Regions from separate parts of the Urocitellus parryii genome. Here region 2 is linked to region 1. Evidence: chromatin contacts called from public Hi-C data. All regions are on one chromosome and are shown on one strand. Each heading gives the region's core, a stretch centred on a gene start, on an enhancer-like site or on the middle of the called end of the contact. The rest is flanking DNA. Distances are from core to core; before and after follow the strand shown.

What was found. Hi-C and Micro-C count contacts between places; a contact is called where the count stands out from the background.
Region 2: a Hi-C map of liver shows a contact between it and region 1, with 5 times the contacts expected there. The contact joins the promoter of Azgp1 here to the promoter of Cops6 in region 1. A contact is called at or near these places in 2 of 2 Hi-C or Micro-C datasets (liver and muscle).

The regions. Positions count from the first base shown.
Region 1 is chr9:29,990,327-29,994,120 of mUroPar1.hap1, reverse strand. It overlaps Cops6 (COP9 signalosome subunit 6), which reads left to right and starts at 1,863. Exons shown (of 10, transcript XM_026413152.2): 1 at 1,863-1,941; 2 at 2,145-2,270; 3 at 2,473-2,604; 4 at 2,941-3,029; 5 at 3,128-3,190; 6 at 3,518-3,565; 7 at 3,650-3,764. The coding sequence starts at 1,887.
Region 2 is chr9:30,122,724-30,126,517 of mUroPar1.hap1, reverse strand. Azgp1 (alpha-2-glycoprotein 1, zinc-binding) reads left to right here and starts at 2,047. Exons shown (of 4, transcript XM_026413180.2): 1 at 2,047-2,136. The coding sequence starts at 2,061.

The DNA.
Region 1 (3,794 bases), core at 614-3,113:
CAAAACTTTGTTTTGTTCAATGTTATCTCCCCAGCACCTGGAACTGTGCCTGCCACGTAGTAGACACTCCTAAATATTTGTTAAATGAATGTTGGATGAATGGATGGATAACCACTAACACACCTCAAGAGGAACAATTGCTTGACAACACCACAGACAAAACCAAGTGGTGACCCAGGTTGGACTCTCTCCTGCAGGTCTCACTGCATTCTTACCTTTTCTTCTCAGACCCTCTGATCTATTCCCCACCAGCCTAGTTACCTCCACCCAATGGAAGGAAAAGTTAAAACAATAGACTGATGCACTATGTGTAATTTTGTTGGAAGCTAAAAAGAGAATGGAGAGCTAACTTGAGTGGTTTTTTGTTGGTTGGTTGGTTAGTTTGATTTGGTTTGGTACTGGGGAATGAATCCAGGGGTGCTTTGTGGTGGTGGTGGGGTATGTGTATGTGTGCACATGCCCTTAGCACCACAGAGATGGAATTCAGGGGCACTCTACCACTAAGCCACATCCCCAGCCCTATTTTATATTTTATTTAGAGACAGGGTCTCACTGAATTCCTTAGCACCTTGCTTCTGCTGAGGCTGGCTTTGAAGTCAAGATCCTCTTGTCTCAGCCTCCCAAGTCACTGGAGTTTCAAGTGAGTGCTACCATGCCCAGCTGTAGTCTTTCTTTCTTTAATACATGTATTTTTAAGAAGTGTTTAGTAAGTTTACTTCTGAAGCATGTATAATCAACTGATTCAATTTCATAAGTTTCACAATGATCACTGCTTAGGAGTTATATAATTATTTGACCAATGTTGCAAAAGCATTTGGAATAACAAAAAGGCAAAGGAGCACTTTTATGTGAGATAGCAAAGAAAACTATCAAAGGTTAACATTAAACTGTTTCTTATCTTTTTATTGTAGCCTTCAAATTCAATGCTGTACTCCTTAGAAGCTGCCTACATTTTTCCTGACCTTATTTTTTCTAAAGAGAAGTTAGGCATATTTACTTTTCTATGAAAACTCAGTTGGTCCAGATCTCCTAAGTTTTTCACTGGAGAGTAGAATGAGATTAACTCTCTTTTAACTTCTCCTTGCCTAGAAGATCCCTCTCCCAACGGATTTTTTCTGATGGCTTCCTTTGAAGGTAGTTGGTCCTTCATTCAGACTCCTAAGTGGGGAAATTGCCTAACTCCCTTGTAAGTCATCTTCATCATCAGAAAGTATCTCCTGGTACCACACTAGGCTTTACCAGATACAAGTCTCTACTTGCCTTCTAGGGGCTTAAACTTCAGATGAAGGTACGGAGATATACTAAAAAAGCCAGATTAGTAAACTAGAGAGGCAGCAGAAGGGACAGCATATGTAACTTGCTGGGGTATTCACTCAAAAAATTATTTAGGTGCTAATGTGTTAGGCACCATGTTGAGTCACAGGGGATAAAGTTATAAACAAAATGTAAGGAATTAGTCCTTTAAAGCGTGAGAAAGTGAGGCGTGCGTGTGGAAAACACAGGAGGGCCAGTGTGTCTGAAGCATGAGAACCAAAGCTTGGAAAAGTTGAGGCCCGGCAGGGCTGACAAGCAGGGGCCAGATCACGCAGGGTCTTGCAGGGTGTGGTCCGAAATCTGGATTTCGTTCTACAACAGCCTTCTGAACGGGGCATCCTTACCCCAATTTTACTCATGAGGAAGATCAGGTTGGGGGCGCAGACGAGAGGCAGAGCGGCGTCACCGAAAATCGGCTCGAAACCCAGTCGAGCTCTGGGACCTAGAAGCCGCTCGCGGCCGGCGCGGGCAGGGACTGGCTCCGCGCGCCACGCGGACACTGGGCATGTGCGGCTCGCCGACGGAAGCCGGGAAGGAAGGGGGCGGGGCCGACGCTGGCGGGCGCGGGGAAAATGGCGGCGGCGAACGGGACCGGAGGAAGCAGCGGGATGGAGGTGGATGCAGCAGGTAACGGGCGGTGCGGGCGGCTTCTGGAGATACCTTTCCGGGGTGCGTTAAGGCCGTCCTCTACTCCTGGGAGAAGCGACATCTCTCCCCGGGTAACTTGCGGGAAGGATGTACGGCCCGGGCTCTGCCATTCCCCACTCCCATCTCCAGGGAAGAACGTGGGGCGCGGACTCTCACCCTTTCTCCTTTTCCTCCGCCTTTAGTAGTCCCCAGTGTGATGGCCTCCGGAGTGACTGGGAGTGTTTCAGTCGCTCTTCATCCCCTTGTCATTCTCAACATCTCAGACCACTGGATCCGCATGCGCTCCCAGGAGGGGCGACCTGTGCAGGGTGAGTGTTCTGCATAACACCCAATCCAGCTCCTTGGTCTCCTCCTTCACTCTTTCCCCCTTCCTTTACTGAAGCTAATCCCCCCACCCTTAAATCACTGTTTCTCCAATATTTGGTTCACACTGGACCTCAGACCCTCAGGTGATTAGGGAAAATTTTAAGATTCCTTACCCTCATCTCCTACATGTTGTTCTCTCCCTAGTGATTGGGGCTCTGATCGGGAAGCAGGAGGGCCGAAATATTGAAGTGATGAACTCCTTTGAGCTGCTGTCCCACACCGTGGAAGAGAAGATTATCATTGACAAGGAATATTATTACACCAAGGAGGAGCAGTGTGAGAGGGGAACAGAAGTGGGGAAGAGGGTGGGAGTTTAAAAAAGAAAAGCTCAAGGTGGACAATATCAAGAGGGCTGGGAAGGAATAAACAGGAGAGAAGATTTAGAACAGGAGGGAAGATTAAGGGAGAGTAGCTCTCAGAAAAAGAACACATTCAGGTATCCCCCACAAGAAAAGTGAAAAATGAAAGAAGCCTGGGTAGAAAAGAGTAATTGTTCTAAACCTAGCCACGAATTGAGGAGGGAGGGAGAAATTGTGGAAATAAATCAGGAGCTTCAAACTAAGGAAGGATGGTTTAAGGGAATACTGTGTGCTCTGGCCCCTTCCTCTCCAGTTAAACAGGTATTCAAGGAGCTGGAGTTTCTGGGTTGGTATACCACAGGGGGGCCGCCTGACCCCTCCGACATCCACGTCCATAAGCAGGTATACACACTCACATGTGCATGCTTGGGCAGAGAATAGAGGATGAGGGGAAGAAGAAAGATGAGGTGTTGACTTCCCTGTGCATGACTCTCTTCTAGGTGTGCGAGATAATTGAGAGCCCCCTCTTTCTTAAGTTGAACCCTATGACCAAGCACACAGATGTGAGTATTATTGACCCCAGGCTTGCTTGTCATTCTTGTCTATCATTGTTCTTATTTTGTATCCTCATCCCATGTTATGTTTTACTGTGACATCTCTTCTCTATTGGAGAATGTCAGAGTTGAATCTCCATGCTGTCACCTATAAGCTGTGACTTTGGGCTAGTCACTTAAGCTCTGAGAGGCATTTTCATGTCAGATTGGGATTATCCCTATCTCACCAAGTTATTGGGGAAATTTGATAAGAAAATGTGTGAAAGAACCCAGTTCAACTTTTGGCACATAGTGAGGTTCAGGAGCTAATAGCTGTTCTTCATTTGTCATTTACAGCTTCCCGTCAGCGTTTTTGAGTCTGTCATTGATATAATCAATGGAGAGGTAATACCTGACCCTTCAACCTTCAAATCCTGCTTTTGTCCTATTTCCTGTTTTTGACTCTCTGTGGGATGTTCTGCCCTGTAGGCCACAATGCTGTTTGCTGAGCTGACCTATACTTTGGCCACAGAGGAAGCTGAACGCATTGGTGTAGACCATGTTGCCCGAATGACAGCAACAGGCAGTGGGGAGAACTCCACTGGTAAGGGAGGTGATTTCTTTGAAGCAGGGA
Region 2 (3,794 bases), core at 798-3,297, 130 kb before region 1:
AGAAAGAAAGAAAGAACGAACCTGGGGCAATCTACCACTAAGCCACAATCCCAGATCTTTTTAGTTTTTATTTTGAGATAGGTTCTTGCTAAATTGCTTACAGTCTTGCTAAGTTGCTGAGGCTGCCCTCAAACTTGTAATCCTCCTGCCTCAGCCTCCCAAGTTGCTGGATTAAAGGCATGTGCTAACGAACTCGGCTAATAATTTCAGCTTTGGGGTTTATTCTTTTACTCTCTTTCCTGCCACTTTATGGCTCAAACTCCCATCCTTCACTCCTTGGATTCCTCATGTCCTTCATACTGTCCTATAGTATCACCCCCCAGGGAGTTCAAATGTTGCCTTCAATGACAGTTGCTCCTGTCCACCACAAGAAAGAACTCAGTCCACAGTTTTAGCCACCACTGCATACTAGGCCAGCAAAACTTCCCCAAGTCTTTCGTTTTTTCACTTCCTTCAGCCCCAGTATGGCCCCTATAACCAATCTCAGATTCCCAGTCCTCCAGCTGCCTGAGAGACTGTGGCCTGAAAATAATCCTGGTATAAATTTCTGTATCTGTCAGGATCAACCATTGCTAGAAACAGAACTGAGTTCTGACTTTAAGCAGAATATTTGTAGGCTGATTAGCGTTCAGAGTCCACAGAAGGGCTGGAGAACCCAGGCTCAGCATTAAGCAGAAGCAACAGTCAAAATCACTTCACGGATGCACCGCAGCTGCCAGCAGGGGGCGGCAGATGCCACAGTTTTGACCGCCGGTACCGTCAAGCACTGGACGTTGGCTCCACCTCAGCCACCACTGCTGGGGAGCTCACAGGAGCTGGGTCACTGTCCAGACCCATTAGGAAGGGATGTCCACTGTGCCCGCTTCGGTTCCCTGACTCCTGACTCAACGGGCAGGACAGGAGCAAGTGCTTGCTGTGCCTAAGCCCTGTGCACGCCTATTTCTGGCTGTTTCTGCTTCCATGATGGAAGGTCGGGATGTCCCAGGCATGGAAAGGGAAAGAGGTGGATATGTCCTCAAGATGACGCTCTGGTTGGGAGCAGTGTGCGAGAGAATAATGGTTGTCCCCTTGTGGTGCCAAATCAGGCCAAGTTTGCATCACCCCTGCCACCACCCAGTCCCCACACAGCATGCCATCAATGCGAACAAGTTTTGCAAACAGAGTTTATTCACAAGCAACTGAGTGCGGAGGGCGAACCCTACATATCAAATCTGCCTCCTGTCAGGTCGGATTTGGGGATATCTATGGAGTAAGAAAGTAGGATGTTTTAGGTGCAAAGAAAGGTTTTTGGAGGTGAAGCAATCGGGGTCTGCACATGCGCAGTCAAATGTTTATCTCTCTTCACGGGACTAGTGTTACCAAAATGACAACACATGATTCCAAGGCGGAGTTTTCAGCCTTCTGCCATCAAAAGGTCACGCATCAAACAATTGTGCAAACCCAACTGAAAAGTCAATGGCTTTCCAAGTCCCTGTAAAATAACCTAATCTATGTTACCATCATGACCCACATGTCAGAGGTGTCAACTATAGCAAACCTGGTGAGAGATGAATAATATATTGCCCAGCTAGTGACTTCCAAAATTAGTGGTTTTTAAAGTCAACTAAAAGCAGGTGACACTAGAGGGTCAGTTTAGGTGTCCCCTTGGTTTCACTAGTTGGGATTTACCCAGGCTCTGACATATAAAGAATTTTTCCAGAGGAGAGGGGTGAAGTATGGTCCCACAACACCCCAATCCCCCCAATGACCCCAGGGCAGTTGTGTCACCATAGACACACATCCCAGATGTCTGCCACTCTTTACCCACACCTCTAGCCCACCCATTTTTTCACCCAAGGAATTCAGAGTCCTGAGATCAGCTCTCTCCACTCTGTTTGCAGAGCCTGTCTATAGACCTCCTGACCACACTGCCAAGCCGGTTCATGAATCCTTTTTTCACATTGTTTGGGGAGGAACCCATCCTGGCTCCTTCATTGGCCTGTGAATTCACCTCCCCTGGGCATGGTGCCAGGACCCAAGGAAAGAGCTGTTTCCTGTCCAGAACCTTCCAGCCAGACACGATGGTAACAATGGTACCTGTTCTGCTGTCTCTGCCGCTCCTTCTGGGTCATGCAGTCCCCCAGGAGACCCAAGCTGGTGAGTGGGGAAAGCAAGGGATAGGTGCTGGAGAAGAATGGTGGGAAGGCAAAGAACAAGACAGAATGGCAGGGAGAAGGACCCCCTGTGGCTGGGATTCCCAGGCACGTCATAGTCATGGGTGTTCAAGACCATCAACTAACTCAGCTCACACTTCTAGAAGCATTCAAGGGGCCTCTGGACTCCTGCTCATTAAGACTGTAAAGATTTTGAATCTAAAACCCAAGTAAAAAAACTAAGACATAGAAAAGGCAAAGTGACTTTCCTGGGATTAAATGGCAAAATGAGGCAGAAACACACACAGAGAGAGCTGCTTCTAATCTTGTTCCTTCCTTCCTTCCAGTGGATAGGCACACCTGCCTGACTCAAAGAGAGAGGAGAGAAAGAGAGAGACGGGGGCGGGGGGGAGGGCTTCCCAGGGGCAAGCAAGAAGGCAGTTAGCTAAAGGAAACCCAGGTCCTCACCCAACCATGAGCTTAGAAGGCAAGGGGCTGGGATGGAGGACAGGTGGGGACACTCAGGGAAATCCAGAGTCAATGCTACAACAGGGAAGGAGGCTATTCATGGCATCAAGGGTCCAGGATGAAGAGAGATGAGCTATGGGCTTTTAACCTGTGCAAATTTAAAATTCCTTGCAGTCACAAATTGTCAAATAGTTTTTTTTATTTTGTTTTATAACAATCATGTTTAGAATGTTAAGCACATTCTATACCAAAATCCAGATTAGTCAGAGAGACACAATAGGATGGAGGGATGGATGGGTAATAGATAAATGACAGATACATAGATCGATAGATAAATAGATTTTTTTAATGGGGGAAAGAATTTTATTTTAAAGAATGGGGTACACAGTTGTAGGGTCTGGCTTATCCTAAAATCTGCAGAACAGGCCAGCAGGTTGGGGACTCAGGAAAGAGTTAACATTGTAGTCTTGAATCCAAACATAGTCCAGAGACTAAATTCTTTCTTCTTTGGTGGGGAGGGAGGAGTTAGTCTTTTCTCTTGAGGCCTTCAACCAGTTGGATGAGACCTTCCCACATTATGGAGAATAATCTGCTTTACTCAGGGTCTACTGATGTACTTAGTCATCTTTTTCATTACTGTAATGAAACAGCAGAGGTGGTTAACTTTATAAAGAAAAATGATTTATTTTGGCTCATGGTTCTGGAGGTAGATGGTTCTAAGGGGCCTAATCTGAGAGTGACCTTCTTGCTGGCGGGGTCTGAGGCAACACAAAGCATCACATAGAAAAAGAAAAGGGAATACAGATTATGTCTAGTTTTTCCCTCTCTTCTTAACTTTCCATCCCTAACTCCCAAGAGTTCATGTCCTTCTCATATTGTAAAATATGTAATAATTCATCCCTAGAAGTCCCAAAGTCTTAACTCATCCAGCATTAATTCAAAATCCAAAGTCTCAACTGAGACTCAAGGCAAACTCCTTGAAGCTTTGAACCCATAAAATCAAAACAAGTTACTACTTATGATATACAATTATGGGGCAGACAGGGTATATATTCCCACTCCAAATGGGAGGGATAGGAGAGTAGAAAGGAGCTATTGGCCCAAAAGAAGACCAAACCCAGAAGGGCAGACATTAAATCCCAAGGTTCCAAGTCTAGCATCTTGTGCTATGACAGGTGAGTCCCCAAATCCTGG